Linked DNA regions of Mus musculus: regions 1, 2, 3, 4 and 6 are each linked to region 5. Evidence: chromatin contacts called from public Hi-C, HiCAR-type and Micro-C data. All regions are on one chromosome and are shown on one strand. The core of a region is the stretch at or near the end of the contact, and the rest is flanking DNA. Distances in the headings are between cores, read along the strand shown. Region 1 holds the start of Sh3gl2 (SH3-domain GRB2-like 2). Region 2 has its middle 70 kb from the start of 6030471H07Rik. Region 3 overlaps Ccdc171 (coiled-coil domain containing 171). Region 4 has its middle 38 kb from the start of Gm11415. Region 5 holds the start of Bnc2 (basonuclin 2). Region 6 overlaps Gm33410 (a long non-coding RNA gene).

Region 1 (4,650 bases), core at 1,539-4,038, 530 kb after region 5:
CATCTCTGTCTACACTTAGCACCGACACAGCTGTCCTGCGTTTAGCTAGAGGCCGTAGTAGAAAAAGAGTGACTCACTGCCCTGTGTCACCTCGAATTTCTCAGCTGTAAGATCTGAAGCTAGGACTGAACGCCTTGGCCTTGTTGTGATTCACATGCTCACTGAGCTGCACATGAATTCTGGAGCAGTTTACCCTTGTGCTGGCCAGAGACTGTGAACACGGTCAGTGGGGAGAAAGATGGAAGTGGGAGCTTTCCATCTGCCTCTCTCCTGGGATCTATATCACCATGAAAGGTAACTAGGGATGCATCAGCCCTGTGCACACTAGCAGACTGGTATTTCCTGGAAGCTTTGCCATAATGCAGAGAGAAGTAGTGCATAAATGATGTGAGGAAATTATTGCTGACCATGAATTTACTGCCCAATTAGTGAGGTGGTGCTGTGTAGGGGATTCGCATAATTGGGCCTTTCTTGAGCTGATCCGGGTTTATTTACCATTTTCCCAGTGATTTTTATCTCGGGAGACGAAAGGGTAAAATGTTGAGTTCGTCAAAGGCCTTCCTTACTGACCTCTGATTCTAACCACAGCCGCCTACGCTGTGCTTTGAGACTTAGTTACAGATCCTTTGCAGTGGAAGAATTCCCATGTGAGAGCCGTTGAGCACCAAGCACACTTTCCTTCTACATTCAAGTTAGAATATATGCACATAAAACAGTGGCTTTGAATCATTGGCCTGGAAATACTTGGGCAGTGCTTCTCAACCTGTAGGTTGCCACCCCTTTTGGGATCAAATGGCCCTTTCACAGGGGTTGCCTATGACCATCAGAGAACACAGATATTTATATAATGATTCATCTCAGTAGCAAAATTACAGTTATGAAGCAGCAAAGAAAAGAATTTTATGGTTAGGGGCACCACAACACGAGGAACTGTATTAAAGGATTGCAGCATTAGGGGGGTTGAGACTGGCTGACCTTGGGGTTCAAGGGCCAATTTACATGTGTGGGCATCTTCCTGCACCATCCCCTCACACCCCTTTCTCTGATGCCTTCCAAAAGTAGCTGCTCAACACCTCTCTTCTGGGGCAACACCCCAAAGGTTTTCATAGCTAACAGTTGAGGCTTAAATAGAATCCCTGACTTAGATGAGACCTAGGTGAGAGCAATAGGTTCAAAGCGCTTTGAAGTTTTCTATGCAGAACCCAACGTGGTTCCTCTGATCTTTAGCAGCATACGCTATGAAGGTAAGTAGTCAAAGAGACAAGGAAAGGCGGGGACTAGCTTTGCTTTAAGATTTTAAGGTTAAGGCAAGTGCTCAAAGTTTCCGAGGAGCCTCTTCAGGTCCCCATTTCACTTCTTTCATGTGTTGAGACCAAAGTTGCAAATTTCAGACCACATCATAGATTTGTGGCAGAGAGAAGCGAACCCTGTGGCCCTGATACCAAAAGGTGAATTATTAAGAATTAGCATGTCCCTCCTGCCTAAATCCTCTAACCAATGTTTATCCCAATGCCTCCACGGTAGTTTAGAAATTAGAAAGTACCACAGATTGGAAGGTCTGGGCAGCAGCAAGGACCACAAGACTACAGACCCCTTCCTTCCTTTTGCTTTGCTTTGCAGACTGGAAGGGTATGCTCACTGCTCACTGCTCCGATATTCTGTTGTGCTGTGATTCACAGTAGCAAGGGTGAGTGGTACCCAGCCCGTGTCTAGAATCCCCTTGCACCTGCTCTTCCGTTCATCTTTACTCAAGCTGCAGAAGTCTACTGGCTTCCTTTACACCAGGCAGTAGAGGGGGGGGGGGCGGGAGGGGAACTGTATTTCTAGGAACCCAATCCAGGTCCTGTTGATTCTTTCCACATTCTCCGTAATTACTCTCCTCTTGGCGGCTCATCACTTTGATCCACACATGCAGGTGTGGCCTGCATCTGAGACTCTCCCACAAGCTCTTCCATACAAGACAAACTTGAAGTGGCTGCTCATAAGAGCACAGATTTCTGGTGCTGCTCTGGGCCCTTCACCCAGTCCCATCCACCCTTTGTCCCTATGTGGTGTTTGTATAACTTACTGCCTTTCCTTTCCTCATTATATAAAAATGTTAGAACGAAAAAAAAAAAGAAAGAAAAAAATGTCCATGATAATTGTGTGAATGCCAAGTTCGCATTCGTTTTTTTTTTCTTTTGAAAATAGAAGATTAAATGTTATTACTCATATCAATATATGCTATAGCTCATATCAATTCCATTCCAGTATCCCAGTCAAACTGTAGGGACCTCTCTTCATCTTAAGTAGTTAAGTTGTACTAGAACAGGAAAAAAAAAGTTGATAGATTTCCCTAAGGTGAAACAAGCTTAAGGGATATTAAAATCGAGGCAGAGAAATGTTTTCGGTGGCCAATCATGCGGGAAGGCAGGGCATGAAATGAGCAATAACTTATTCATGATCCAGATAAGCCGCCACCCTGCTTTTCAACCACAGGGAGGCCAGGCTCAAAGGGCAAGGGCAGTGCGCAGGCAGCACCACTGCGGCTACCTGGGAGCTGGGTCACCTGAGTCTAGACTGCCCAAAGGCGGTGATCCCTTTGCCAGGGCCACGAACGAACGACTCCCACAGCTGAAGACAGCCCAGGCTTCGGACCGTGGAGGGACTTTCGCCCCCGCACAGTGCGGGGGTTCCTCGCGCTCACCTGCCTCGGCTTGCGCCCTGGGCGGGGCTTCCCGCGTCCCCTTTAAGAGGCCGCATCACCCGCCCTGACGTCAGGGTGTCTCTCCGCACAAGCCCGCGTCCCGCGCCGCGCCCCCGCGCCAGCAGCTCCCGCGGTCGCACGACCAGCGGCGGCCCGGCGACCCCAGCCGCCTCTCCGCATCTGCATCTGCATCTGCCGGCCGCGCAGCCTCCCGCATCCCATCATGTCGGTGGCAGGGCTGAAGAAGCAGTTCCACAAAGCCACTCAGGTAGGGCGCGTGCAGGTGCGCCATGGGCCGCCCCGCAGACCGACAGACAGACGGCGTCCTCCCCTGCAACCCCTCCCTGTTCTGATCTGGTCCCCGCGGGGCGCTGCGCGGCAGCCTGGCTCCATAACCCGGCTCCCTGTCTCCGATCGGTGCTCGCTCCGCGAGTCTCCTCCCTGGCCGCTGCATCCCTGCTTCCTCTTCCCACTCCGAGTCCCTGTGGTCCCTGCCACTCTAGCACTCAGACCTCAGTTCCCTTCCCCTGGCATCTCTGCTCTCTGTCCCCGCTGTCTCGGTTCGCCGCCCACCGGGTTCCCAGGCAGTTAGTCCCTGCACGGCAGCTCTCAGGCTCTGCACGGAGGGTGCCGCGCAGGTGCTTGGCGGCGCGGCGGGAGATTATGTAAAGTCGCCTCGGTGCGGTGACCTTGCGGTGTGGTGTGCCCCACTGTCCTGGGATGTGCTGGCTGGAGCGAGGTTCGCTCTGGAGGCTGCGGAGGTGCCCGCGCTCTGCGCTTGCTCCAGGCTTTGCGCTCCCAGGCCTTCTCAGAACCCCTCCTTCCCAGGCCTCCCCAGGCTCCCAGCATGGGAGAATGTGGTTCCCCTAAGGAGCATGCATGCATTAACTTTTTTCCCTGGAGAACTCCTTGGTGAAGCTTATTTGAGGCCATGGTTTGATCAGTGGTCTGCAAGTCTTTAAAGTTCTCCCACGGGTTTTACTGCGGAGGCAGTTGTTAAAAACTTGAAAATCACTGTTTACTAGATGTGCCAAATTTTCTGTGTGGGGTAAGCTGAGATTAAAATTTAATCCAGACCCACATAATTTAAATCTCATTGGGCCCAACTCAGTGATTTTACAAAGAGAAAATGTCCAAAAATACTTACGATGTGACCCATTTCTTACATAATGTGTGGAGTTACAACCCTTTTATTCATTTGGAACAGGTTAAATTTTAAGATATATTTAACAAGAAACGACTTTATTGATAAACCGTAAAATACTTTTTGCGTAACCATTTAGCTTTAAAGATCCTTATCCTAAGCTAACCTTAATTGTGTGGCTTCTGTAATTTCTTGTTTTTTAAAAACATTACTTTTATCTTTTTTTACAATCCAGCCACTCCCTTCCCTCTGGGTCCCCCCTCCCACAGTTCCTCATCCCATTTCTCCCTCCTGTCTCCAAGAGGATGTCACGCACACCAGGTCTTCCCACTCCCAGGAATCTCAAGTCTCTCGCACATCTTCTTCCACTGAGGCCAGACCAGGCAGTCCTCCTCTGCTATACATGAGTCTCATTACCGAGTTCACAGCCTCAGTACTATTGCAAAAGGCATAGGGAAAAGGTGAAGACTGCATTCCTCAAGTTTGCTTAAATTAAGGTGCAGGATGACATTCACCCCTGAGCATCATCTCTGTCACCATAGACTTAGCATCATCAAATGAGTTCTGTTGGGAACTAATTTAGGGAGACAGGAAACAGTCATTTTAGGAAGTGCTTCTAACTACATATATATTTGGTTTTCTCACTAGAATTGTCTGTGATCTCCCTATTGGAAAGGTAGAGCCAAGTATATTATTCACTTGATTCTGGCAACTTTCCAGTTTCACAGAACCAATCTGTGCTACCAGTGAATGGCATAGGACTGCCCTGATGTCACCCACCTTATTTATTTATTTATTTATTTATTTATTTATTTATTTA
Region 2 (4,452 bases), core at 651-3,150, 700 kb before region 5:
CTACCTGGTATAGGTTTACTAATGGATGTCTCTTATCATGATTGGGCTAATCAGTTGACAAGTCATCTTGCATGGATACAGTGTGGGCACCATCAAGCCAGAAAGCAGCAGGTTAGGATGTGCTAGAAGGAAGAAGAGGGAATGTGCTTTGTGCTTCCTTCTCTCTCCATGATCTCATCCATCCCAATGGCTTTCAGTGTCAGAGTGTGGGAAGGGACACAGAACCCACTCTGGGTATGATTCAATCCAAAGAAACTGAGTTTTATAATAGCTGAAGGGTCAAGGCACTGGGGGTTAGGAGCTCCCACTGTTAATCTTGGCTACCTACAGCACTACAGACCCCTAAATAAAGTGTCACTATAGGTTTTAAGTCCATGGGAAGCCAATACCACAAGCCAACTGTTGTTCCAGGAGAGATGACTCACCGACACTTGCCTGGAAACCCCTGTGGCTGTCCACTCTGCAATGATAATGATGTGGAGAACTCTGCCTTCAAATCTTGAGCAAGTGTTCTAAGCCACTGACAGGCTCACACCACACCGAGATACTTGTGGTAAATGTGACTTCAAGATCCTCCCATGTGACACAGACTAGAGCAGGAGGTGGCTTTGGCACAGAGTCTTCAGCTGACCATGATGTTCTGTGTATATCTTTTGAAACATTTTCTCATCCTTACCACATGCCGAACGCTTTGACAAGGAAGAACACATGAGGTCAGGATAGAAATAGATTGACCATATGACTGTGAGTACTGACTGCAAGGTCCTTATGTTTATGCTTATAAAGTCGTATTCGGGGTGGAGGGGGAAGCTGGGTCCATTTCTCAATAGTTAGGAGGACTGGCTACTCTTCCAGAGGACTGGGGTTTGATTCCTAGTAACTACATGGAGGCTTACAACTGTGTGTTAACTCCAGTTTTATAAGATCTAACACCCTCTTCTGACCTCTGAGGGCACTAGGCATGAACATAGCACTTGCACACACACGCACATGATACATGCAGGAATGCATGCACGTGCGTGCATGTAAAATACACATACACACAAAGTAAGATAAAAATTTAAAAATTAGTTTAAAAGGAGAGAAGTGGAAAATGAGGAGAGAGCTGCTTTATTTTCTTTCTGCCCCCTAAATTGTTTTGTAAGAGAGCAAGCCTTAAAATTCCCATTAAGTGGTCCTGAGCTGGCTAAGCTCGAAAGGTCTGTACTTGTGTAAAGGCGGGAACTCACTCATAAACCAAGCAACAGTCCCCAGGTATTTGGGGCAGTAAATTACTTCTAGATGATTAAGACAATGGAGAAAAATATTTTTCTTTTAAATGTAAAAGAGAGATGATCCTGGCAATAGAGAAATAATTTTAAATAGTTTATCTGACTTCTCATTCTTTTTCTCCTTTTAGCCCCTCTCTCTTTTTTTTTAATCATTTTCTCAACCTCTGGTCCCCCATTTTTATCCTTGTAATTGTGTAATTTCTCTCCACTTTCCTTATATTCCCCGCTCATGGAAGTTTGCCCAGAGCTGGTGACAACCCCCAGCTCCCATACTGCCTGCAAGCATGAGAGACTGGCCACAGCTGGGATGACCCTGTCCTCTACTGCCTGTATGCAAGTAAATCATGTACAGATAGTGTGAGTAGTTTTGGGAATGCCCCCTCCTCCCAGGATCCTCCTCCACCGAATACATCTTCATCACTAGATTTCAAATTCAGATGATGTACAGGAAGAGATAACAGCCATTTTTTTCAGCATCCTTTCCTCCCATGGAAACTTCCCCATTCCACCCAATGGGAAAGGAATGAGATTATTAGGATTTTTTTTTCCTTACAAAGTGTGCACACTGAGGCCCAGGAGTAGAGCATGCCAGATGTTGTAAGAGCATGACTGCTTAGTCCCTTTGGCCACACATGCTGAAGTCATGAAGTTGGGAAACCTGACTCAGGAGTGGCCGTCCAGTGTGGGTGCTGACGAAGCAGCAACTGCCCTGGGTCAACTGGCAATGCAGCCGGTCCCTTGCCCAAGTCTGGCTGGACACGTGCTTGACTAGGGGCAGTCAGAGGGGACCAGAGACTTGGGACTGTTTGCAGCCATTCCAGAATACACTGAAGGGCTAAAAGGTTCAAGGGAGCTGAGGACCGTGTCTGCAGGTGAAGAGGAAGGCCTGGCTGATGCTGTTTCTTCCTAAGCAGCAGACACGCATCCTGTGTGAATGGTGGGGAGACGGATGCTCTTTTCTAAAACAAAAGATAGGGAGGTTAAGCTGAGAGGGATCAAGGACGGGTTCTGTTCTCTGTGACATCTTTATGGACATTACAATGTGAATTAGTCATCACTTTCTATAAAAAATAAACGGAGACACCAGAGGGAACAAGATTTTAAATAGAGTCTGTAGGCTCAGCTTGTTCCTCACTGAGGCCAGTTACAATCAGTTCCTACTCTGCCCTGCGCTCTGATTCCAGGTCTAAGTGGTCCATTTTCACATTTACACCAAGCATTAAAAAAAAAAAGACTCAAAAGACTTGTGTTCTATGCTCATTGCCTTTGCTCTTGATATACCTTTGCAACAACAGAATTCTTTCCTGTCACTTCTAATCAGTCCTGGAATGTATTCCAGGACTGCCAGCATCTTCTACCCAGTAATACCGTCCTGGGCTCCGCTGGAGGGACAGTGTCTGGGACGTTGACTACTAAAACTGACCTCTCTGTCATAGCCTAGTTTTCAAGTGGGTTTGGCCAGGAACCCAAGAACCTTGTTGTAAATGCAGACTCCCGGCTCCACTCTCTGAAAATCCAGGTAAAACCCCACTGTACTTTCACTGAGACTCCGGGTGAGACAAGCAGTTGCTAAGTCACTGGGATGCCAGACACAGCTGTGTGGGAATTCTTTCTACAGCACACTTGTACATGGCTTCCTCTCATGCTCCCCCTACTCAGCGGGTGTAGACATTTGCTAACAGAAGTTCTTTGCTGCCTATCAGAGCGCTCTCTCTCTCTCTCTCTCTCTCTCTCTCTCCCTCTCTCTCTCTCTCTCTCTTGTTTTTACAGCTAGCTTTCTGCAGAACAGAAAAAAAAAAAAGAAGAAGAAAGAAAAGAATTGAACTTAAACGTAGCCAAACAATTTTTACCAGAGCAGTAAAGTCATTTCCTCATTGAGCTCTGCTCTGGGGCAGATCTAAGAAGCTCCATTCATGCTGAACTATTAAACAAATTTAGTCACCACCCAATTCTTCTTCAAGATTTACCCTACCAGAGACCTCAGCCACTAGGTGAGATCAAGTCTCTCTGGCAGTCTTCAGACCTGAGTCCCCAGGGCTGGAAGGACTGAGAGCTGAGAGCTTAGTGCCCAGTTGGCCCTGTTATGCATTGCCTGCCTGGTGGCTTTCCCAGCTCCACGACATGGGTGGTCTGTGTGCTGGCAGAGCCCAAGGCTGCGGGAGTCCACAGTCCCCTCTCGGGAACGTGACGAATGGCCTCGCTGACAAAAGCCTGCTCTGCTTTCCATCTCAGAGCTATGAAGGGTTTCGTGTTCAAAGCAGGAGAAGAAACCGCAGGAACCAGACACAACACACATCGGTCGCAAGCGACACGGCCATTTTCTCATCTCAGACATTGGACCTGCAAAGGTGAAAGAAAAATGGCTTTGTTAGAATTCTTTGATGAAAATCAAATATACAGAACCCAACCAGCATTGTAATGCGACACCCCCCCCCCCCCCGCTCCCATCCCTCACCTTCCATTGTGGTCCTTCCGATGACCTGGTAGACTCAGCACTCTGGTGGACTGGACCCCTTGATGTTGTTTTTTCCCTCAAAACTTTGAATTGTGCATCCTGTATGGAGTTTCCCAGGAGCGCCAGGGAGATAAGTGGGGTAGGTAGATGACTGAGGGACAGTGCTTCCAGCTCCCTGCATCTATCCACCCTGCTCTATCCAATTCAGGTAGGAGAAAGAACAGCATTTACCAGAATACCCTGATTTCCTCTCTGATTTTGGCCACTGTGTCCATAGGTGGCTACTTGGTCCTTCCTTGAAAGGTGTACCTGCTAATGTGACCCTAGCGATCTCACGTTAGAAAGAACTTGCAAAGATTTACATCTCTGTGTATTCTCAGTGGCAAGCCAATTGGGAACCATAGCAGCAAGTGTGTGGCCTGCCTCTTCCAATTGGTCAGCACGTCTTTAGGATGTCTGCTTCCTATACTGAGTTCATATAACAGGGTGTGACATGGAGCAGACACCTGAGAGGGAGGCGAGGGGAATGGCCTGGTTAACAATGGCTCACCTTGCTGTGCTCCTAAGCGCATGCTCCCCAATAGGTGTGTGCATTGGAACAGTGCTGTATCCCTTGCCGTGGCTGAGCCACACTGGGCTATTGAGAGTAAGAAGCTTGGACTCGGGAAGACAAGAAATGCAGTAAGGGGCAGGGAAGTAAGACTTGTGGACAGAGAGGACACCATT
Region 3 (4,635 bases), core at 1,859-4,358, 840 kb before region 5:
ATGCAGATCCACCCACTTTCTGTCTCTCATTAGAAAACAGGCTTCTAATGGAATATAATATAATACAGTTAAAATAGTATAATATGTAGTATAAAAGACAAATCAAAACTAACATATCAGAATAGGACAAAACAAGCAGAGGAGAAAGAACCCAAAAAATAAACTCATTCATTCACATATTCAGGACTACCATAAAAACATTAAACTGGAATCCATAATGTATATAGAAAGAACCTATAGGGTAAAAAGGGAGAAGAAAATACAAGAATATAATAATAATAATAATATCATATTTTAAAACAGAAAGGCCATGACATAGTATAAGGCCAGGAACCTCTAAAGACGCCGTTGAGTTCCTTTTCTGCTGTCCTCTGCTGCTGGGTACGCAGCCTGCCCTTAGGGTGGTTTGTTTCTCCAACGAGACTCCATTAGAGGAAAATAAGTTTTCATTTATAGTGGTTCAGTTGGAGACAGCTTCTGGGTTAGGGACATGTATCCACTTCTTTCAGGTCTAGAACCTCACTCTGCTACAGACTCACACGGGTCCTGAGCATGCTGCCTTTGTCTCGGTGGACACTGATTTGCACCAGTCTTGTTGACTTAATGGCCTTGCTTTCTTGGTGTCCTCCATACCCTCTGTCTCTTAGACTTCTTGCCTCCTCTTCCACAGGATTCCCTGAGCAGTAATAAATAAATAAATTGTATTATCTTGGACATTTACTTTGTTTCATACAAAAAAATTAACTCAAAGATGGATCAAAGCCCCAAGTATAAGACTTACAATGAGAAAAATCCATAAACCCCCAGGTTTAAACCTTCAAGTGCTTAGGCTTGGTAACTGAGTCATAGCTATAACACCAGAAGAAACCCAGATGCACTGGAATCCTTAAAAATTAAAGACTTTTGTGCATGAAAACAAAACAAAACAAAACAAAAAAACAAAGCCAAGACAGTGAAAAGATAATACAACAGGAGAAAATATTTACAGTCAAGTATCTAGTTAGGTCTAATGTAGAAAATGTGAAGAACTCTTGAACTCAATGAGTACATGATAACCTAATTTTATTTTATTTTAGTGTTAGTTTTTTTTTTAGATATTTTCTTTATTTACATTACAAATGTTATTCCCTTTCTTGGTTTCCCCTCTGAAACCTCCCTATCCTATCTCCCCTCCCCCTACTCACCAACCCACCCACTCCTGCTTCCCTGTCCTGGCATTCCCCTACACTGGGGCATGGAGCCTTCTCAGGACCAAGGGCCTCTCCTCCTATTGATACCCAACAAGGCCATCCTCTGCTACATATGCAGCTGGAGCCATTAACCTAATTTTAAAAATGAACAAAGAATCTTAGTCGACAACTTTTCTAAAGAACACAAACAAATATTCAACAAACACTTAGGAGATAATTGAGGTCACTTGATGACCCCCCCCCCCCCCAGTAAGTTAAATTTGAAATTTTCATTTGGCACAGCAAGTCTACTCTTAGGTATATATCCAGACGAATTCAGAGCAGTTATTCAAACAAAATACTTTGTCATAGTAGTGGATAAATATTCACCATAGCCAAGGAGGCTTCCTCAATATAAGCCGGTTGATGAAAAGATATGAACATATATTGTATTCAGACTGTGACATGTTATTTGGCCATAAGCTTCAATACATTTTTTTTAATTAAGAAAATTTTATGTGCATGATTGTTTGTGCATTGTGTATATGCATGGTACCCAGTAGCCATGGAGACCAGAAGAGGGTGTTAGATCTTTTATAACTGGAGTCCTAGGCAATTGTGAGCGAGCTGTCGTGTGGGGGCTTGGAACTGAATCCAGGTTCTCTGCATGAGCAGTAAGTGCTCTTAACTGCTGAGCCATCTCTCAGAGCCCAAGGTGCCACGAAATGTTGATCCATGTTGCAATATGCACAAAAGACCAGACACACCAGAGCAGACCAGTTAGTCTTCTTCAAGAAGCCACACATGTATGATTCCATTTATATGGAATGTCCCAAGCTAGCAAACCCATAAAGACTCAGATTAATGGTTGACAGTTTGCAGGAGGAGACCATTGGAGGTGAGTGAGTGCTGAATGGGTGTGGGGTTTCTGTGAGATGAGGAAACTTTCTGAAATGGGATGGCTATACAAAATTGCAGATGTACCTGATGATTTAAAATGGATAATCTGTGAATTCTAGGTTGGGTGTGTTTTAACACATTAATTTTTTTCATGAGTTCTTGTCTGGCATGGCATCACCCCTCTTATACAGGATGGCACACTGCAAAATCACATGACAGAGAAACACAGGAAATTTGGGTTCTAGAGAAAGTTTGCCATCTGACTCATCTCAAAGCTTTGGGAAGTAAACCGCACAGTCTCCATGGGTCTTGGTTTTCCTGGCTATAGAATGAAGACTCTAAATGAAATGAAAGTTGAATTCCTGCACAACTCTAAAATTCTTTTATTTGAGCTATAAATAACAATTTAGAATTCTGAATTCTATGCTTTATGTTGTTCCTGCTTCACTTATATTGATGAAATGAATGTTTCTAAATTTGGTTATATTCTGCACCAAGGAACCACTCACAAAAGCATACGAGGTATATAAACCTTACAATATAACTTATAACTAGGTAGTCAAAAAGTCCCCAAAGTAATTGGGGAATGGATTAGTATACTTGTAAGAAATATTTCCCTTTTTAATGCACAGTTTTTTTGATATTTAATATGTTAGGAATGTGAACTTTTAACTTGTCAAACTATTGTAACGTATTTGAAAATTATAGTAATTTGATTACAATGTTGCCTATAAGGCACAAGGTTTAGTTAATGGAATCCATATGTAATTAAAATGCAGAACTAAATGTAATCAGACTCCAGTGACTAGGGCTTTCATATTGATAGTTTTACAATGGCCTCTGGGGTTGAAAGTTTAAATGTTATAGAATATAATAGCGCTGTAGAAAACAAGCTGGCAATTTATTTGCGTTAATGTTACCAGCACAGCCACTTAATGGTATGTGACTCTGGCATCCTGAATTGTCTTCCTCTTAGTAGTATGATCTGTTGGCAGGTGGCAGATTCACATGGCTGCCACCACTGCAAGAACATTCTCCACAGCACTGTGGTATAGACACACCAAGATGAAGGTCCCTGCCCTGAGCCAAGCCACACTCTCTTTTAATAACAGAGCTGCTTAATTTGGGTGAATTCACTTGAATCATGTGAAAGTAATAGACACAACACTATGCACCAAGCCACAAAAAAGTTAAAAAATTTTTCCTGAACTTTAAAAAAAAAAAAAAGAATGATTTTCTCTGGACGAGCTTAAGAGTCGACATCCTGTGCTGGAGTTCTCTAATCATCACCAGCACAATTTACAATCAGAACACACAGAGAGCCAGTTCAGACCAGCTCATCTGTTGATCTTGGCAATGGCCCTTCATCTCACTGTGTACAGCTGCCACTTAAGAGTGGGGGGGGGGACTCAGCGGAGAGTTGGGGGCGGGCTGCGAGGCTGGTCAAGGCAGGAGCACACAGACCTGCTTCATCTCAGTGGTCTTTCGTATTTTACTGCCCTCCACCCCTTTTTTTTTTTTAAACTCAAAATTAAATACGGACCTCTCCTGAACCACTGCGCTCCAGGCATAAGAAATTGTAATGTCTGGCTTCCAGAAACTGTCCCGTCAAAATGTGCTTCTGATTAGGTGGCTTAATTACAGCTGTGAAAACAATGTTGATTTAGGCCGCAAGATTCCAGGGCATGTCAGCTGCTATTAGCTAACCTTGGACTGAATCCACCATTTTAAAACTCTGTGCCACTAAACTCACCCTGCCTGACAACTTTTTATTTAGGTGGAAAAGTTGCCAAAAGCAGTACATTTTAATCAACGTATTGTTCAACACACAATTTCATTTGTATCACCATTAATGACTCTATCAAGAACAAGGAAACTCCATTTGTTCAAACCAGTAAGTCCTGAGTAGTATTTTTGAGGGGCAACTGACACAAGAATTACTTTTAACTCCTTTAATTCAGTTTTATTTTAATTCTAGCATGTTGGTTTAACCACCCAACTTTATTACACCTAAATTTTCCTGACAGTTTCATTTGCTGTTAGGAAATAAAATTGCAATTTTTTTTTTCAGCATGGGAAATAATGGCTAGTTTTTAAAATGTTATGGTGGAAGCGTCCCTTGCCTGAAGCGTGTTCAGACCCAAACTCAGTTTACTTTTGGAAGGAAACGGACCTCATTAAATGGTTTTTTAATATTTTAATATCGCCTAAGTATTTTTCCATGGTGAGAAGGCTGATTAGACCTGTCTGTTTCCACCTGCAGGGGAGCTAGAGGTTGTAATTATTTGATGGCTCTGGTGCTCTGGCCTTTTCAATACAATTGATGCAGATACCGTGAATAGCTATGTATTTGAGGTCATTCCAATTTCTTTCACTATTGGACATGAAAACTTACTCTTATGTGACATGAATGACAATATCACAGAACAACAGTTGAAAAAAGTCAGTAATTAAAAGAAAGCAGTGCACTGAAGGCAGAAGCATGACAGGAAGTACAAAAGGCATTAAGTCTCATAATCATCTCATGAGAACTTTTCCTTGAAAATCCTTTTCAGTGAATGATGAG
Region 4 (4,655 bases), core at 1,027-3,526, 750 kb before region 5:
GTGAAAGGGTCGATTGTCCCTCCCCCCAAAAGGGTTGCAACCTGCTGTAGAGAATCAGCCCAGCTACAGATCAGCACCAAGCAGTGACTGTGGCCACCGTTGCTGGTGCATCTTTGGCTTTGGGAAATGCCCTTAGAGCTACTTCTCCATCTAACCACAGAGCCAGTCATCCCTGAGTTTCATAAAAATATGTCAAACCAATCCAGAAATGTTCCTTAAAAGAGGAGTTAGAGATGGTGACTTTATTTTGGGGTCTGCTCATGACACTCGATTACCAAGCCTTTTCCTCTGTCCAGTTTGCTGAAAATGCTGAATGAGCAGTTAATGGTCCATGTTGGGTCAGCTTCAAGGCTGCTCTGAGTTGGTCAGTCTTTGCATTTCATATCCTGAAGACTCTCCTCTCTGGTCAAGACTTCTGAGCCAGTGCACTGCATGCTCCTGAGATATTCCTGGGCCAAAAGCATTGTTGACATGGTGAACTGCCTCTGTGCTTTACAACCAGTTTTGAACTGGAAAGAGAGAATCGCTGAAATTTGCTTTTTTTGTCTAACACCATTTCCATCCTATCAAATGAATACAGAATAAACAGCAAAGTAATGAACCACTAGCCAAATACACAAAGCAAGAAAGGTGCCTTAAAGCTACACATAACACAACTACATCTACTATAAACCTATCCCAGTATCATATGACAAATTTCAACAATGGGAAAACCACAGTTAACTTTGTACCAACCTAATTGTATCATAGCACAAAGAGTGTTCAGAATCAAGGGAAGAAGTATCGGATTGCAACCATGCTTCATGCTTTAACATCTCAGCCTCAGTGAGGTAACACGTTTAAAAAAATCATTGAGGAAGATACTTTGAAAATGTCAGTTTATGAATGACAATGGCAATTGCCTACAAAGTGTTTCTGATTCCAGCAGGGGGCAGGAACCCTCGTTCCTGGCTTTGGTCTGTGAAAGTAGACTTTCGTTAGGACACTCTTCTATGGGGGAGGGAGCTGGACTCTGTGACCTTCACTCTTACCCATCCAGGACTCAGGGAGGGGAGATCTGAGCCTGGGAATACTGCTGACTCTTAGGTAACTCAGCTACGATTTTTTTCCCTCTTCTGCTTTTTAAATTAGTGTGAGCTAGCACGGCCTTAAGATTTGGTGCCTAGCTGAGACAGCAGAAAGTCACATGCATTAGTTAGGACACAGGCTAAACTGCTGTCCTGAAGACACTGAGAAATGCCACCTTGGAGATGAGATTGTTTATTCCTCTGTGGAGAGCATTTCCTGGCAGGCCTGCGGCACCTGGCAGGTAGGTGGCACTGCTCCATAAAGCCAGCAGACTTTCTTCCATTTTGCTCCATCAGCCCAGAGTGCTTATCTGAGGGTGCTTTTCACATCTGTATCCAGCCTGTGCAAGGGAAGGACAAACGGCTACTTTCTTTTATAACATCTGACCTAGAATGTGCACACATCACTTTCGCTGCTTGGAAATTGGTCACTTGGCCACTCTGGCACTGAGCAGCATGGGAACTGGGAAGTACTATTTCCAGCTGGACACCATTTTCTTCCTTCTTGGGTGTGCATGTACTTCTGAGGGTGTGTGAGAGAGTCGTTTTACCATCAGAAAGATTAGACTAGATGACAGAAGGAAATGGGCGGTATCTGCCATATTTTCCCAATCATAGGTCATTTGATACATGTGAGGGACACTGGACCCTCTCAAAACCTCTTTGTACCTCTGAGAACCTCTTGAAACCTCAACATCTCACCATCAAGAGAATTGTATAGCAGAAGTGTTGGGAGTAACAACCAAGATAAAGAGAGCAGGCCCGAGAGGCAGCCGTGAGCTCTTTGCTCTGCAACCCTTCCTCTGCATAGCCCAGAACCCCTGTTGGCACACACAGTCCGTGCAGACCATGGGTACAGAGCTGGAGGTAGCCAGCAGTTGGCCCAATTCTGCCTTTGGCTGCTGTTCCTGGAGTCCCCTTTCCTCCTCCTGCACCTCCCTCGTGGAGGAATTCTGTAGATTGATGACCTGTCACCTAGAAGATGGAGACAGACCCCAAATCCTGTGTTCTTAAAGGAGAGAATTAACGAGGCCTCCGAGTTGTCTTGGTGCCTGTTTCAGAATGGCCCGTGGCTGAGAGAGCCAGTGTCTGCGGGGCTTCGGGCGGTCAAGCTGCCCTGAATGTGACCTGTCAGGGGTTGTTTGTGATCTTTGTGCCCAGTGATGCAGGTCACAGGCAGTGTTCCTCCCAAGGATCTGATTGTTTGCAGTTGTGAAGTGCAGGAGCTTGGATCTGTCCGAGCAGAGGGTTAAATCATGGAGTGTTTTACAAGAGCGGCTATAGGGAATGCCGTGTTTTCTCCTTATATGGTTATTTTTCTCAGTCCAAAATCCCAGGGTGTATTTTACGTGGTTGAAATACACAAATGGAGTCACAGTCTTAGCCAAACATGCTATGTGGCTTTAAAATTAACAAGCCTCCCTCTACTTCTGTACCCTAAACACACCCTGGAGCAGCAGTTTCTGTTGAGACTGAGGAAAAGAAAGACTCTTGCCTTTTTAGCCACCAACAATATTTGCCTGGGATGAGCTTCTCTAATCCCACTGCTGCCTTCTGCATGAGGATATTTTTTCTGTGCAAGCGTCGGTGGGTCAAATCAAAGTGTCGCAGTTTTTTTTTTTTTTTTCCATTTTTTATTAGGTATTTAACTCATTTACATTTCCAATGCTATACCAAAAGTCCCCCATATCCACCCACCCCCACTCCCCTGCCCACCCACTCCCCCTTTTTGGCCCTGGTATTCCCCTGTACTGGGGCATATAAAGTTTGCAAGTCCAATGGGCCTCTCTTTCCAGTGATGGCCGACTAGGCCATCTTTTGATATATATGCAGCTAGAGTCAAGAGCTCCGGGGTACTGGTTAGCTCATAATGTTGTTCCACCTATAGGGTTGCAGATCCCTTTAGCTCCTTGGCTACTTTCTCTAGCACCTCCATTGGGAGCCCTATGATCCATCCATTAGCTGACTGTGAGCATCCACTTCTGTGTTTGCTGGGCCCCGGCATAGTCTCACAAGAGACAGCTACATCTGCGTCCTTTCAATAAAATCTTGCTAGTGTATGCAATGGTGTCAGCGTTTGGATGCTGATTATGGGGTGGATCCCTGGCTATGGCAGTCTCTACATGGTCCATCCTTTCATCTCAGCTCCAAACTCCGTCTCTGTAACTCCTTCCATGGGTGTTTTGTTCCCAAATCTAAGGAGGGGCATAGTGTCCACACTTCAGTCTTCATTCTCCTTGAGTTTCATGTGTTTAGCAAATTATATCTTATATCTTGGGTATCCTAGGTTTGGGGCTAATATCCACTTATCAGTGAATACATATTGTGTGAGTTTCTTTGTGAATGTGTTACCTCACTCAGGATGATGCCCTCCAGGTCCATCCATTTGGCTAGGAATTTCATAAATTCATTCTTTTTAATAGCTGAGTAGTACTCCATTGTGTAGATGTACCACATTTTCTGTATCCATTCCTCTGTTGAGGGGCATCTAGGTTCTTTCCAGCTTCTGGCTATTATAAATAAGGCTGCTATGAACATAGTGGAGCATGTGTCCTTCTTACCTGTTGGGGCATCTTCTGGATATATGCCCAGGAGAGGTATTGCTGGATCCTCCGGTAGTACTATGTCCAGTTTTCTGAGGAACCGCCAGACTGATTTCCAGAGTGGTTGTACAAGCCTGCACTCCCACCAACAATGGAGGAGTGTTCCTCTTTCTCCACATCCTCGCCAGCATCTGCTGTCTGGTCACTTGATCTTCGACAAGGGAGCTAAAACCATCCAGTGGAAGAAAGACAGCATTTTCAACAATTGGTGCTGGCACAACTGGTTGTTATCGTGTAGAAGAATGCGAATCGATCCATACTTATCTCCTTGTACTAAGGTCAAATCTAAGTGGATCAAGGAACTTCACATAAAACCAGAGACACTGAAACTTATAGAGGAGAAAGTGGGGAAAAGCCTTGAAGATATGGGCACAGGGGAAAAATTCCTGAACAGAACAGCAATGGCTTGTGCTGTAAGATCGAGAATCGACAAATGGGACCTAATGAAACTCCAAAGTTTCTGCAAGGCAAAAGACACCGTCAATAAGACAAAAAGACCACCAACAGATTGGGAAAGGATCTTTACCTATCCTAAATCAGATAGGGGACTAATATCCAACATATATAAAGAACTCAAGAAGGTGGACTTCAGAAAATCAAATAACCCCATTAAAAAATGGGGCTCAGAACTGAACAAAGAATTCTCACCTGAGGAATACCGAATGGCAGAGAAGCACTTGAAAAAATGTTCAACATCCTTAATCATCAGGGAAATGCAAATCAAAACAACCCTGAGATTCCACCTCACACCAGTCAGAATGGCTAAGATCAAAAGTGTCGCAGTTTTAATGAGTGGGTTCTGTGTGAGCGGCCAGCTTTGAGGCACACAGGTAGAATGGAGCGCAAACATCAAAATGCTAGGGGAGATGCGGAGTCCTTCCTCAGCAGATACTGGTAGGGTCAGGAGGAGGCACAAAGTGAGTGACCACTGGGCTTGCCACAGGTGTGAAGAGGAAGGGGGCTGTTGGGGTGCACACTGTACCGT
Region 5 (4,812 bases), core at 341-2,840:
GCTTTCAAAACCTCTTTAATTTCTGTCAGCATTACTGTAACCGCAGTCCTGGGTGCATTTTGTATGTGTGTATGTCTGCATTTGACAGTACCATCTCCTACATTCCAGTTGTGACTTTGATCTCTGAAACAAGAGATGTCACATCAGGGGGAAGGGAAGAGGAAAAAAAAATGTCAACCTGCTATCACCCCGTTTCTTATACATCCCATGTACATAGGGCCCACTTTGTATCAGAGCCCCCAAGTGGGGCTAACAACAGCGACACTGGGTGGTAGGGAACTCCAAGAAAAAAAGAGTGGTCAAGCCCCATTTCTAACAAATGACTTCCCGAAAGCAGACAGTGAGGCTCATCACTGGGTGAACTAATTGCCTGCTTCCTCGCTGCAGAGAAGCCGTCCCTTCCAGGGACTGGGCTGGAGTCCCCCTGCGCTGTGCCATCCCTTTTCCACCACCACTTGGCACTTACAAGTTTTGTTTTGTTTTAATCTTCGCCTCATCCCACGGGAGATTCCGTCTAGTTTTGTCCTGAGCTCCACCACTACTGTATATATATATATATGTTTTTAAATTCTGCCCCCCTTTCAGGTCTCAAATCCCACCGTCCAGTCGGCGTGTAAGCGCAGTGGGCCGGCTGCTTCAGAACCGCACTTCGGGAAAGCACACACGTGTCTGTCTAGCGGGATTTGACTGGCCGCGTCCGCGTCCTCCGCAGCCGCGCGGGCATCGCTGCGGTCCCCACGCGGGCCGCGGGCCGCGCCCCGGCACCCATGCCCAGCCGCCGCTCAGGGCTCTCAACAGGCCGGCAAGTTGGGAAAGTTGCCGCGGGTCCCGGCAGCCCCGTGCATCCCGGGTCCCCGTGTCCCGCGCCCTCCCCGAGGGCTCCCCGGTCCCCAGAGTCCCCGACTGGCCGCCGCTCACCTAAGGCGCGGGGAGCCCTCGCTCCCGTCCGCCTGCCCGCCCGCTCGCCCTCCCGCAGCCGCCTCGAGAACTTGGGGCCAAGTTGGGGGAGTGGGGGGTGGATTTCGGGAGCGCCGCCGGCTGCCCGCCTCCTCACGCCGCGGCGCTAGAGGAGAACGCGGCCCGCCGCGGCCCCGGGGCGTCCCGCCCGGGTCTGTCCCTACCAAGTGCAGACGCAAGCGGAGAGGAGGTGGAAACTTCTTACCATCTCGGCATGCTGGTTGTCAAGTGCAGCCCCCGCCTCTTGGTCTCCTCTTAGCGGCCGCGCCTGGACCAGCCCCTCGGCCGCCTCAGCTCGCCGCTCGGCCTGCTCCCTCCCCCGCCCGGCCGCTCCGGGCCGCGCTCGCCGCCCGCGCCACTCCCCACCCGCCCGCGCGCGCCCTCGCCGCGGCCCCTCGGCGCTCAGGTGACTGATTTACACCCGCGCCCAGGGTCGCGCTCGCTCCCTCGAGCCGGCGCTCCGAGTTGTCCCGCTCCTCCCCGGGCAGAGGGAGAAAAGAAAAAAAGGGAACGGACTGTCCGGGAGGGGGGCTGCTGGCGAGGCGGGGTGCGCGCGGCGGCGCGGGGGGGACCGGTGGCCGCGCCGGCACAAGTTTCTGCTCCCGGCGCAACTGTCCGGACTAGGGTGTTCGCCGCCTGTTTTGTTGTTGTCCTCAAGCTTTTCTAGGGGCTTCGGGGAGGATGTCTAGCCCTCCCCCACCCCCACCTCGCTAGACACACACCCCCTCTTCCGTGGATGGAAAAACAACTTTGGCGCCCCCCGGGGGGTGCGGGCGTGGAAGTGGAGGTGGCGGCCAGCGCCCAGCTGTCAACAAGGGGGAAAAATGCGAGGAGCCGGGAGGGGAGAGGGAAGGCTGCGAGCCGCCGCCGAGCACCGGGCGCGAACTTTATTCCGACTGCGGCGCAGCGCCTCCGCTCCGGGCTTCTCCCACTCTCGGTCTGCTCGGCCCGGCTCTGGTCTGCCTTGGGCGGCGCCGGAGTGAAGGCAGGGGAAGCCCGGGGACCGTGACGCGCCCGGGGACCCGGGGCAGAAAGTTGCGCACAGCTAGGGGCGAAAAGTTTCTGGGAGCGGCGGCTTTGGTGCCGGCCCAGACGGCGGCTTGCGGCCAGGGCTTCCTTCCCCTTCTAGGTCTGGGCCTGGAGCTGCAGCTGGCGGGGGAGAGGAAGGAGACTGCCACCCTAGCGGGCGCCCGCGACGGACACCAGTCACACGTGTGGGGTGACACTCAGACGACCCGAGTTGCCCTGCTTTAAGACACGGGTTGCCGGCGGCAGGCTCGGCACGCAGCCGCCAGCGGTTGAAGGACACTTCTTAAATGGAAGCAAAACACAGTCGGGCTGCAAGATTCGGGGGGGAGGGGGGAGACTTAATCATCCTCATCTTTCTAATGTACACCGTGTGCCAAAACCGTCTCCGCCTCGTGCAGATTTATCATCGCTAGAGCAAACTTTTTGCTTATCTGTCTCGGGAGGAAAGCACAGGTTTCTAGCACACTCTTGAGCTCTAAGAAATCAGAGAATCCTGCGGAAGATTTGGTTGGCTGAAAACAGGTTTGATTACTGTTTCTTCCTGAAAAGAGTAACTCGTCCCTCCTTCCATTCTCTCTTTCCCCAAGCAGAGGGAGAAGCCTCATAATTTCATTCAGAGGTCAGAATTAAATTCCTCCGAAAATATGTAGACTTGGAATTTAGGACACACTCACACACATACACACACCGTCATAAGTTTAATGTATATTCACAATGGTTAAGCTTAATTTTTTTTTCAGGATCCATGGCTGACTAGATCCCAAGTAGCAACAGCTGGCCTGAGAATGTGAGTTAGCTTATCCACGTGGATCCAGCCTTTTTTTTTTTTTCTTTTTTTTTTAAACATTAGGGCCACCAGCACCTGCAGTTCCTTGTACTAGTTGGGTTCAAATTCCTGACTCCTCCTAGGCCCATGCAAAGCAGATTGGTAGTCACTTCAGAATCTGTCGATTCTATGCAGGAAACACTATAGACTTTAGGCACATGTTTATCTCTTAAATTTTCTAATGAGTGACAGTTGCTGTGGGACAAATTACGGGTTAGGTATCTAACCGTTATCCAATATGTTTAAATGCATGTTATCAAAGTAGGCTCATCGTCAAATGATTTGATTAAGGTGTGGAGCATATTCTCTTGTTCTCTAAGCAGAACTATGACGTCATTCTGTAGCAACTGATTACCCGAGAGATAATGGTGACCAAATGTTCATTCTGAGGTCCTAGGAGCCTCACAAGCAGCTTCCAGAAAGAAGCCAAGTTTCAGTGTGTTTCCCTGCATCACGAAAAGATTGGGAAAAGCTAGCAGCTAATTTCAGAGTCATTACCCACACAAACCCATTCATACACTTAACTGCTTTTAAGTGACAGTCCAGCAAGTTGCCAAACAGTTGTATCCACACAGTGTGTTTCTGGCTGCACACCTACATGTGCCACGCTACTTTTTTTTTCTACATCAAGCAACCTGTAATTTACATTCCTCTGATTGGTTCCAGAACTGACTGTTCTTGATGTTAGCATGCAGTCACTCTACCTGAGGTCAGATGTATCTAGCGAAGTCCCCCTGCCTTTCTAAACAGTCATTACAAAGATGGAGTCTGGGCTGGACTGAAGAGCAGCCTTTAAGAAGGTGGCAGAATTGGCAGAAGCCATAGTCTTGTCTCCAGTGACTTTGACAACTGGCTCAAGATCTTACTTAGGTCAGTGGTCCTCAACCTGTGGGTCTTGAACCCTATGGACTACCAGAAAACACAGATATTTACATTACAATTCATAATGGTAGCAAAATTACAAGTATGAAGTAGCAACAAAAATAAATTTGTAGTTGGGGGTCACCACACCACCAGGCACTGTGTTAGAGGGCTGAAGCATTAGGAAGGAGGAGGGCCAGAGCCTTGGGTCCTCTGTGTCCTGCAATATCCTAATGCTTTGCAGCTACCTGACTCAGTGCCCCATCCAGCTGTTCAATCTTCTGTTGGACTCCACTCTCTTTGGCTCTAATTTGCTCATCTGCTTTCTAGGCTTAGACCTTGGTGGCTCTTCTCTTTGCTTAAACTCTTACCCTGTCCAGAGTCCCTTTCTTCCCACTTTCACCTTATCTCCAACTTTACTCCTGAAGAGTCAAAGAAGATAGCTCTTCGTTTACTCTGCAAAATCCTCCTTGCCCCATCCGTTCTACCTCTCCTTTTGTCTTTTGTGTGCTTGTCTTCGTGTAAGCTGTGTTTTGTTTTTGCTTATATGCTTACTACTTTTCAGCTAAAGAATAAGCTTAGTCAGGGCAAAGGATGGGTCTAGGAATGTCAGAAGCATTATCACCATTGTGTCAAAGTGCTATAGGAATACGGCAAAACAGTCCATTCTTTGAAAGGAGACAGGAGACACTATTGTACCCAGGTATCCGCTGGGTGCGTACTGGGGACATCCAACAGTCCCCAAGGCCCTCCTAGAAGGGCCATGAGGACAAAACTATTTTTTGTTTGTTTGTTTGTTTGTTTTTTGTTATTTTAAGACAGGGTTTCTCTGTGTAGCCCTGGCTGTCCTGGAACTCACTTTGTAGACCAGGCTGGCCTTGAACTCAGAAATCTGCCTGCCTCTGCCTCCCGAGTGCTGGGATCAAAGGCGTGCGCCACTATGCCCGGCGACAAAACTATTTTTTATTTGTGTAATATGAAATTGTATACATTTCCTATTCTCCCCTGTGCATTTCTATAGGCAGGGTGACGCGTCACATCACAACAGGCTGGTTGAGGTGCAGAGGAGACTCCCCCGCTTCCTGGTCCATCAGTTGTTACAGGACACGTGCCACGGAAGTGTAAATCAAGGCCATTCC
Region 6 (4,606 bases), core at 908-3,407, 570 kb before region 5:
TCTGTGACTTTTATTCAAAAATGGGTCAGAGCATTCATTGTCATAGTTCTGAAAACATCTTGTCAACAACTCCAGAGTGAAATCTCCATGCCAGACCTCTGACAGTAACTCCAGACTGAGACATTCAGCTGCCAAATGGATTCCTCAAAGCCAAAGTCTTAAATAAAATGCTTTTTTTCCCAGCCCTGTCTTAGCCTGACTTCCTGTACCCCATCCATCTTTCCCACCCAGGTAAACAGAACCACTGTTACCCAGATGGATGCTTGAGCCAGAGGCATGAGGGAGAGGCCTAACCTCCCTTGCCCCGCCCACTAGTTGTCTCTCTTGGTCTTCTTGGAAGGAAAGATTTTAATAGTAGCCACTCACCTGTGCAAAAGCCTACAAAATTCATTCCCTGATTTACCACTTGTCCCCTTTTGTAATCCATCCCCATCATAACCAGCCTGGTTGTTTATAGGATATAAACCAAGCCGTTTATGTCCTTTCCTAGTCCTTGTGAAGACGATTAGGTCCAAATGGGGCCCATTGGCCTACAAACCCTGGGGATGCATCTCATCTCTTTCTTCATCCTCTCCCTCCTCTTTCTTCTAGTCTGTTTCTTTTCCACAAGTCTCCAGCCACTCTTAAAAGGAGCAGATCTCTACACCCTCCAGTACACCTCTCCAGGATGATGGTTGTTCCAGTTCAAGCACTCTCTGTCTCTGTGTGTGTGTGTGTACCTCTCTGTCTCTCTGTCTCTCTGCCCTTTCTTCTCCCCCCCCCCCGCCCCCCGTCTCTCCCATTTTCAGTTTCTTCCCAATCTTCAGAGCTCAGCTTACATTCACACCTTCAGACAGAGCCATCTGCCATCCCCGGCCATAGCACCCTAGTCTCTTCTCTTTCATAAGGAGATGGCCTGCCATTAATACACATCACGCTGAGCATCGTGCTCATTATCTGCCTTGTCTATTAATGAATCAAGTAAATTAATTTTAACATTCTACCGCATCATTTATTCATTTGCTTAATTTACTTATGTGTGTGTGGGCACACTTGTGCCAGTGTGCTCTTGTGACAGTCAGAGGACACAGCATGTGGGAGTCAGAGACCCAGTGATTGAAAGCAGGCCATCAGATCCACTCACCAGCTCCTTTATCCACTAAGCCATCTCACTGCCCCCCCCCCACACACACTTATTGCAAATTTTCCTCTCTGAGCCCCCTATCCCTCTGCTCTCAGCCATTAGGACTAGGCCAAACCCTTCTTCTGCTCATACTGGTCCTAGAGCCCCTTCTCTGAAAGTCATGCACCCCTTCCACACTGCCATCTGCCTATAGTTCTGCCTCCCAGTACAACACTTTAGTGTCCTTGAGAGGGAGGTGAGCTAACCAGATAGATGAAGTAGTACCTACGTACACATATGTGTTAGTTGCATGTGCTCTATCTGTAACCTGATGTCCCTCTGGCCACTCAAGAATCCCTGTAAAATATGACACTGCTGATGTTAGTGTCAGACTCCAGTCTCTTGCGGCCTCATTCTGGGCCCCAGCAGAGGCCCACGATGCTCCCTTCCACAGGTGATTTGCCACTGTTGCTCACATCAGCCTGTGGGCCAGCTTCGAACGCGAATGCCTCCCCCTTCCCCTGGTGACTCTGGCTTTCCTATCGGTCTATGCTAACGAGAAGTGAATGCTGCAATCTTGGGGCTCACTCGGAGGTCGCAATTACGTAAGGATTATTAATGAAGCAACAATGTCAAAATTGTGTGAAATCAAACTCAGATTTAAGTTCTTAAAATAAACAGATATAAAGTAACAGATGTCCCGTTTTGCTCTCAGATGATTTCATCCCTTGTTAAAAATAAATGTCTGGCTTGAAAGGAGAAAAAAAAAATACAAGGGACTTTACTCCCATGTTAAAAATTAATTGAATCCAGAGATTGGTAAAACAACTAAGTGCTGGAGGGTTGTGTTTTTTCCCCCCTTCTTAAAGCAAAGATATATTTGTGTTGATTTTTATTTCAGCAAGTAATGAATTCATTGCGTAGTCCCAACTTTGATAGACCAAACTCACGTCCTTTGAAACCCAAAGGGAGAATTTCTCCGCAGTTATTATGTAGATAAGAAAGGCTCGGTGTATCTAGCTGAGGAGAATTTACTTCCAGGCAAAACCCAAAGGGTGCAAAGAAAGAGGCCTCAGAGATAGGACTCCTGGATGTCACTCTCCTCTGTCCAGGCTCCCAGGGAGGGCTCCTGCCTCAGCATCTCAGGGTGGAATTCCCAGAGAAGACTTCTACTGAAATTAGTAATGAAAAAGGCAAATTAGGTCATCTTGCCCGTCCCCCTGCCAGCTTCATACACTGTGGTTAATTTTCTCCTCCTTTGATCAGACACTTCTTAAATGTTTCAAGAGATGGAAATTACATGAGTTGTCTCCCTCCAGAACCCCGACATCTACTGATGTTGCGGGACTTGATTTTCTGCCTGCGAGACCCCGAGGACTTTTTCAAGTGTGTGGAAGGTTGTTTGTGAGCCAGCGACTGCCTTTACTTTCCCATTTCTTATCATTTTTCCAGTTATGGTCCACGTCAGAGGAACAGGGAGTCTGGAGGAATGACCCAAGTCCCACGGTGGCCCTGCGAACATTTGAAGGAAATGGCTGATCTGTAGCACCTGAGGACAAAGTGGGCTCTGATACTGAAGTCCTTGACTAGAGGGATAACATCTCAGGGACCTGACACCAGCCCTCTGTGCAATAGCATTTAACAGAAGTACAAGCCAGAGAAGAAACCACATGTTTCCAGAATGAAAATACACATTTCCGAGTTTTTAAGAGTCTTAGGGGGAAAAATGAAGTGTGTGTGTGTGTGTGTGTGTGTGTGTGTTTTATGAATTAAGGTTTTTTGTTTCTCTTGTTTCAGATCCCATCTCTAGACCCCATACCTGGGAAAACTACCACACAATTACAGTGGGAACTAAAATTGAGGATAGTGGTGCCTGTCGTAGGATAGAGTGGGTGTCCTTGATAGTATCGACCCACTAATGGTCACGCTGGCCAGAACTGAACACAGAGCTCAAAGTCATGCTGACAGCCCCAGAAGGAAGCAGTCTTTTGCAGTGGGTAGAAATGTGGCCATGACACTAAGCACAGCCTCTTGTCCTTGCTGGCTAGCACACCCTCTGCCTCTAGCTGAATGAAGGTCGGTGCCTGGGCCAGAGACCTGGATGATCTTCCTGTTTCATACAGCATCTCCATCTCCCTTGTCTGCTCCTCCTTCTGCCCTTAGTTACGGATAGAGGATGACACAAAATGTCTTCCCCCTTTCTGTTTCTGGTCCTTTGTGTCACTCTTTTGTGGCAGACACTGCTGCTGCCAACTCCCCAAGCATTGCTTTTCGTGTCCTAGGGTGTCCTCCATTTTGGCTGTGAGTGTCACCATGCTGAACTGTTAAAACTCTATAAAATGGGAAATTACTTCTCCAACCTTTTTCATTCCTTGCTGGGGTTTGACCATGGAGCTTGGCTCTGAGCAATGGGATGTACACAGACACCCTAACCTCTGTGGCCTTTGCATCCTCTTTGTTGCCATTTTGAAATTATGGGGCTCCTCCCTGTTCCAGAGACAGCCGCATCTTCTTGTGCAGTGCCAGCCTCTTCCCATAGACAAAATGGTGAAGGTCGGTGTGAACAGATTTGGCCGTATTGGGCGCCTGGTCACCAGGGCTGCCATCTGCTCTCCACATGGCAAAGTGGACATTGTTGCCATCAATGACCCCTTCATTGACCTCAACTGCATGGTCTCCATGTTCCAGTATGACTCCACCCACGGCAAATTCGACGGCACAGTCAAGGCCGAGAATGGGAAGCTTGTCATCAATGGGAAGCCCATCACCATCTTCCAGGAGCGAGACCCCGCTAACATCAAATGAAGTGAGGTCGGTGCTGAGTGTGTCGTGGAGTCTACCGGTGTCTTCACCACCATGGAGAAGGCCGGGGCCCACTTGAAGGGTGGAGCCCAAAGGGTCATCATCTCCGCCCCTTCTGCTGATGCCCTCATATTTGTGATGGTTGTGAACCATGAGAAATATGACAACTCACTCAAGATTGTCAGCAATGCATCCTGCACCACCAACTGCTTAGCCCCCCTGGCCAAGGTCATCCATGATAACTTTGGCATTGTGGAAGGGCTCATGACCACAGTCCATGCCATCACTGCCACCCAGAAGACTGTGGATGGCCCCTCTGGAAAGCTGAGGTGTGATGGCCGTGGGGCTGCCCAGAACATCATCCCTGCATCCACTGGTGCTGCCAAGGCTGTGGGCAAGGTCATCCCAGAGCTGAACGGGAAGCTCACTGGCATGGCCTTCCATGTTCCTACCCCTAATGTGTCCATTGTGGACCTGACGTGCCGCCTGGAGAAACCTGCCAAGTATGATGACATCAAGAAGGTGGTGAAGCAGGCATCTGAGGGCCCACTGAAGGGCATCTTGGGCTACACTGAGGACCAGGTTGTCTCCTGCGACTTCAACAGCAACTCCCACTCTTCCACCTTCGATGCCAGGGCTGGCATTGCTCTCAATGACAACTTTGTCAAGCTCATTTCCTGGTATGACAATGAATACGGCTAC

What was found. Hi-C and Micro-C count contacts between places; a contact is called where the count stands out from the background. HiCAR-type assays count read pairs that join an accessible place to other places.
Region 1: a Micro-C map of embryonic stem cells shows a contact between it and region 5, with 3 times the contacts expected there. The contact joins the promoter of Sh3gl2 here to the promoter of Bnc2 in region 5. A contact is called at or near these places in 2 of 39 promoter capture datasets (liver and pre-B cells), 2 of 484 Hi-C or Micro-C datasets (both in embryonic stem cells) and 1 of 9 other capture datasets (liver).
Region 2: a contact with region 5 is called in a Hi-C map of myocytes, with 2.7 times the contacts expected there. The contact joins the enhancer-like site here to the promoter of Bnc2 in region 5. A contact is called at or near these places in 3 of 39 promoter capture datasets (the 3T3-L1 cell line, embryonic stem cells and liver), 2 of 484 Hi-C or Micro-C datasets (myocytes and palatal mesenchyme), 2 of 115 datasets of contacts at active chromatin or transcription factors (astrocytes and fibro-adipogenic progenitors) and 1 of 9 other capture datasets (adipose tissue).
Region 3: a Hi-C map of uterus shows a contact between it and region 5, with 4 times the contacts expected there. The contact joins the enhancer-like site here to the promoter of Bnc2 in region 5. A contact is called at or near these places in 6 of 39 promoter capture datasets (the C10 cell line, cranial neural crest, frontonasal cranial neural crest and 3 more), 1 of 484 Hi-C or Micro-C datasets (uterus), 3 of 115 datasets of contacts at active chromatin or transcription factors (astrocytes, craniofacial prominence and fibro-adipogenic progenitors) and 2 of 9 other capture datasets (adipose tissue and macrophages).
Region 4: a contact with region 5 is called in a Hi-C map of uterus, with 4 times the contacts expected there. The contact joins the enhancer-like site here to the promoter of Bnc2 in region 5. A contact is called at or near these places in 11 of 39 promoter capture datasets (the 3T3-L1 cell line, 3T3-L1-derived adipocytes, embryonic stem cells and 6 more), 12 of 484 Hi-C or Micro-C datasets (the 3T3-L1 cell line, adipose-derived mesenchymal stem cells, embryonic fibroblasts and 4 more) and 5 of 115 datasets of contacts at active chromatin or transcription factors (astrocytes, embryonic stem cells and forebrain).
Region 6: a contact with region 5 is called in a HiCAR-type map of kidney, with 5 times the contacts expected there. The contact joins the enhancer-like site here to the promoter of Bnc2 in region 5. A contact is called at or near these places in 11 of 39 promoter capture datasets (the 3T3-L1 cell line, the SN4741 cell line, embryonic stem cells and 5 more), 1 of 484 Hi-C or Micro-C datasets (uterus), 7 of 115 datasets of contacts at active chromatin or transcription factors (the NIH/3T3 cell line, embryonic hindbrain, embryonic midbrain and 3 more) and 3 of 9 other capture datasets (adipose tissue, embryonic stem cells and macrophages).

Annotation. Positions count from the first base shown.
Region 1 is chr4:85,202,668-85,207,317 of GRCm38.p6, forward strand. It overlaps Sh3gl2 (SH3-domain GRB2-like 2), which reads left to right and starts at 2,789. Exons shown (of 9, transcript NM_019535.2): 1 at 2,789-2,954. The coding sequence starts at 2,910.
Region 2 is chr4:83,972,856-83,977,307 of GRCm38.p6, forward strand. No RefSeq gene overlaps it. Among named protein-coding and RNA genes, the nearest start is that of 6030471H07Rik, 70 kb to the right of the region's middle. Within about 2 kb of position 1,901, at least 28 of the 459 cell types and tissues checked have an H3K27ac peak or open chromatin away from gene starts, as enhancers often do. A contact at or near this core is called in fibro-adipogenic progenitors and myocytes, where this site is marked.
Region 3 is chr4:83,827,988-83,832,622 of GRCm38.p6, forward strand. The region is part of intron 25 of Ccdc171 (coiled-coil domain containing 171); the gene reads left to right. It overlaps Gm42309 (a long non-coding RNA gene), which reads right to left. Exons shown (of 4, transcript XR_881387.2): 3 at 540-676. Among named protein-coding and RNA genes, the nearest start is that of Gm42309, 12 kb to the right of the region's middle. Within about 2 kb of position 3,109, at least 55 of the 459 cell types and tissues checked have an H3K27ac peak or open chromatin away from gene starts, as enhancers often do. A contact at or near this core is called in craniofacial prominence, fibro-adipogenic progenitors, second pharyngeal arch cranial neural crest and 1 more, where this site is marked.
Region 4 is chr4:83,924,320-83,928,974 of GRCm38.p6, forward strand. No RefSeq gene overlaps it. Among named protein-coding and RNA genes, the nearest start is that of Gm11415, 38 kb to the left of the region's middle. Within about 2 kb of position 2,277, at least 15 of the 459 cell types and tissues checked have an H3K27ac peak or open chromatin away from gene starts, as enhancers often do. A contact at or near this core is called in uterus, where this site is marked.
Region 5 is chr4:84,673,813-84,678,624 of GRCm38.p6, forward strand. Bnc2 (basonuclin 2) reads right to left here and starts at 1,591. Exons shown (of 7, transcript NM_001369083.1): 1 at 1,163-1,591. The coding sequence starts at 1,165.
Region 6 is chr4:84,101,249-84,105,854 of GRCm38.p6, forward strand. Gm33410 (a long non-coding RNA gene) reads left to right here. Exons shown (of 3, transcript XR_390687.4): 3 at 1-182. It also overlaps the pseudogene Gm12416. Among named protein-coding and RNA genes, the nearest start is that of Gm42310, 6.8 kb to the right of the region's middle. Within about 2 kb of position 2,158, at least 8 of the 459 cell types and tissues checked have an H3K27ac peak or open chromatin away from gene starts, as enhancers often do. A contact at or near this core is called in kidney, liver and uterus, where this site is marked.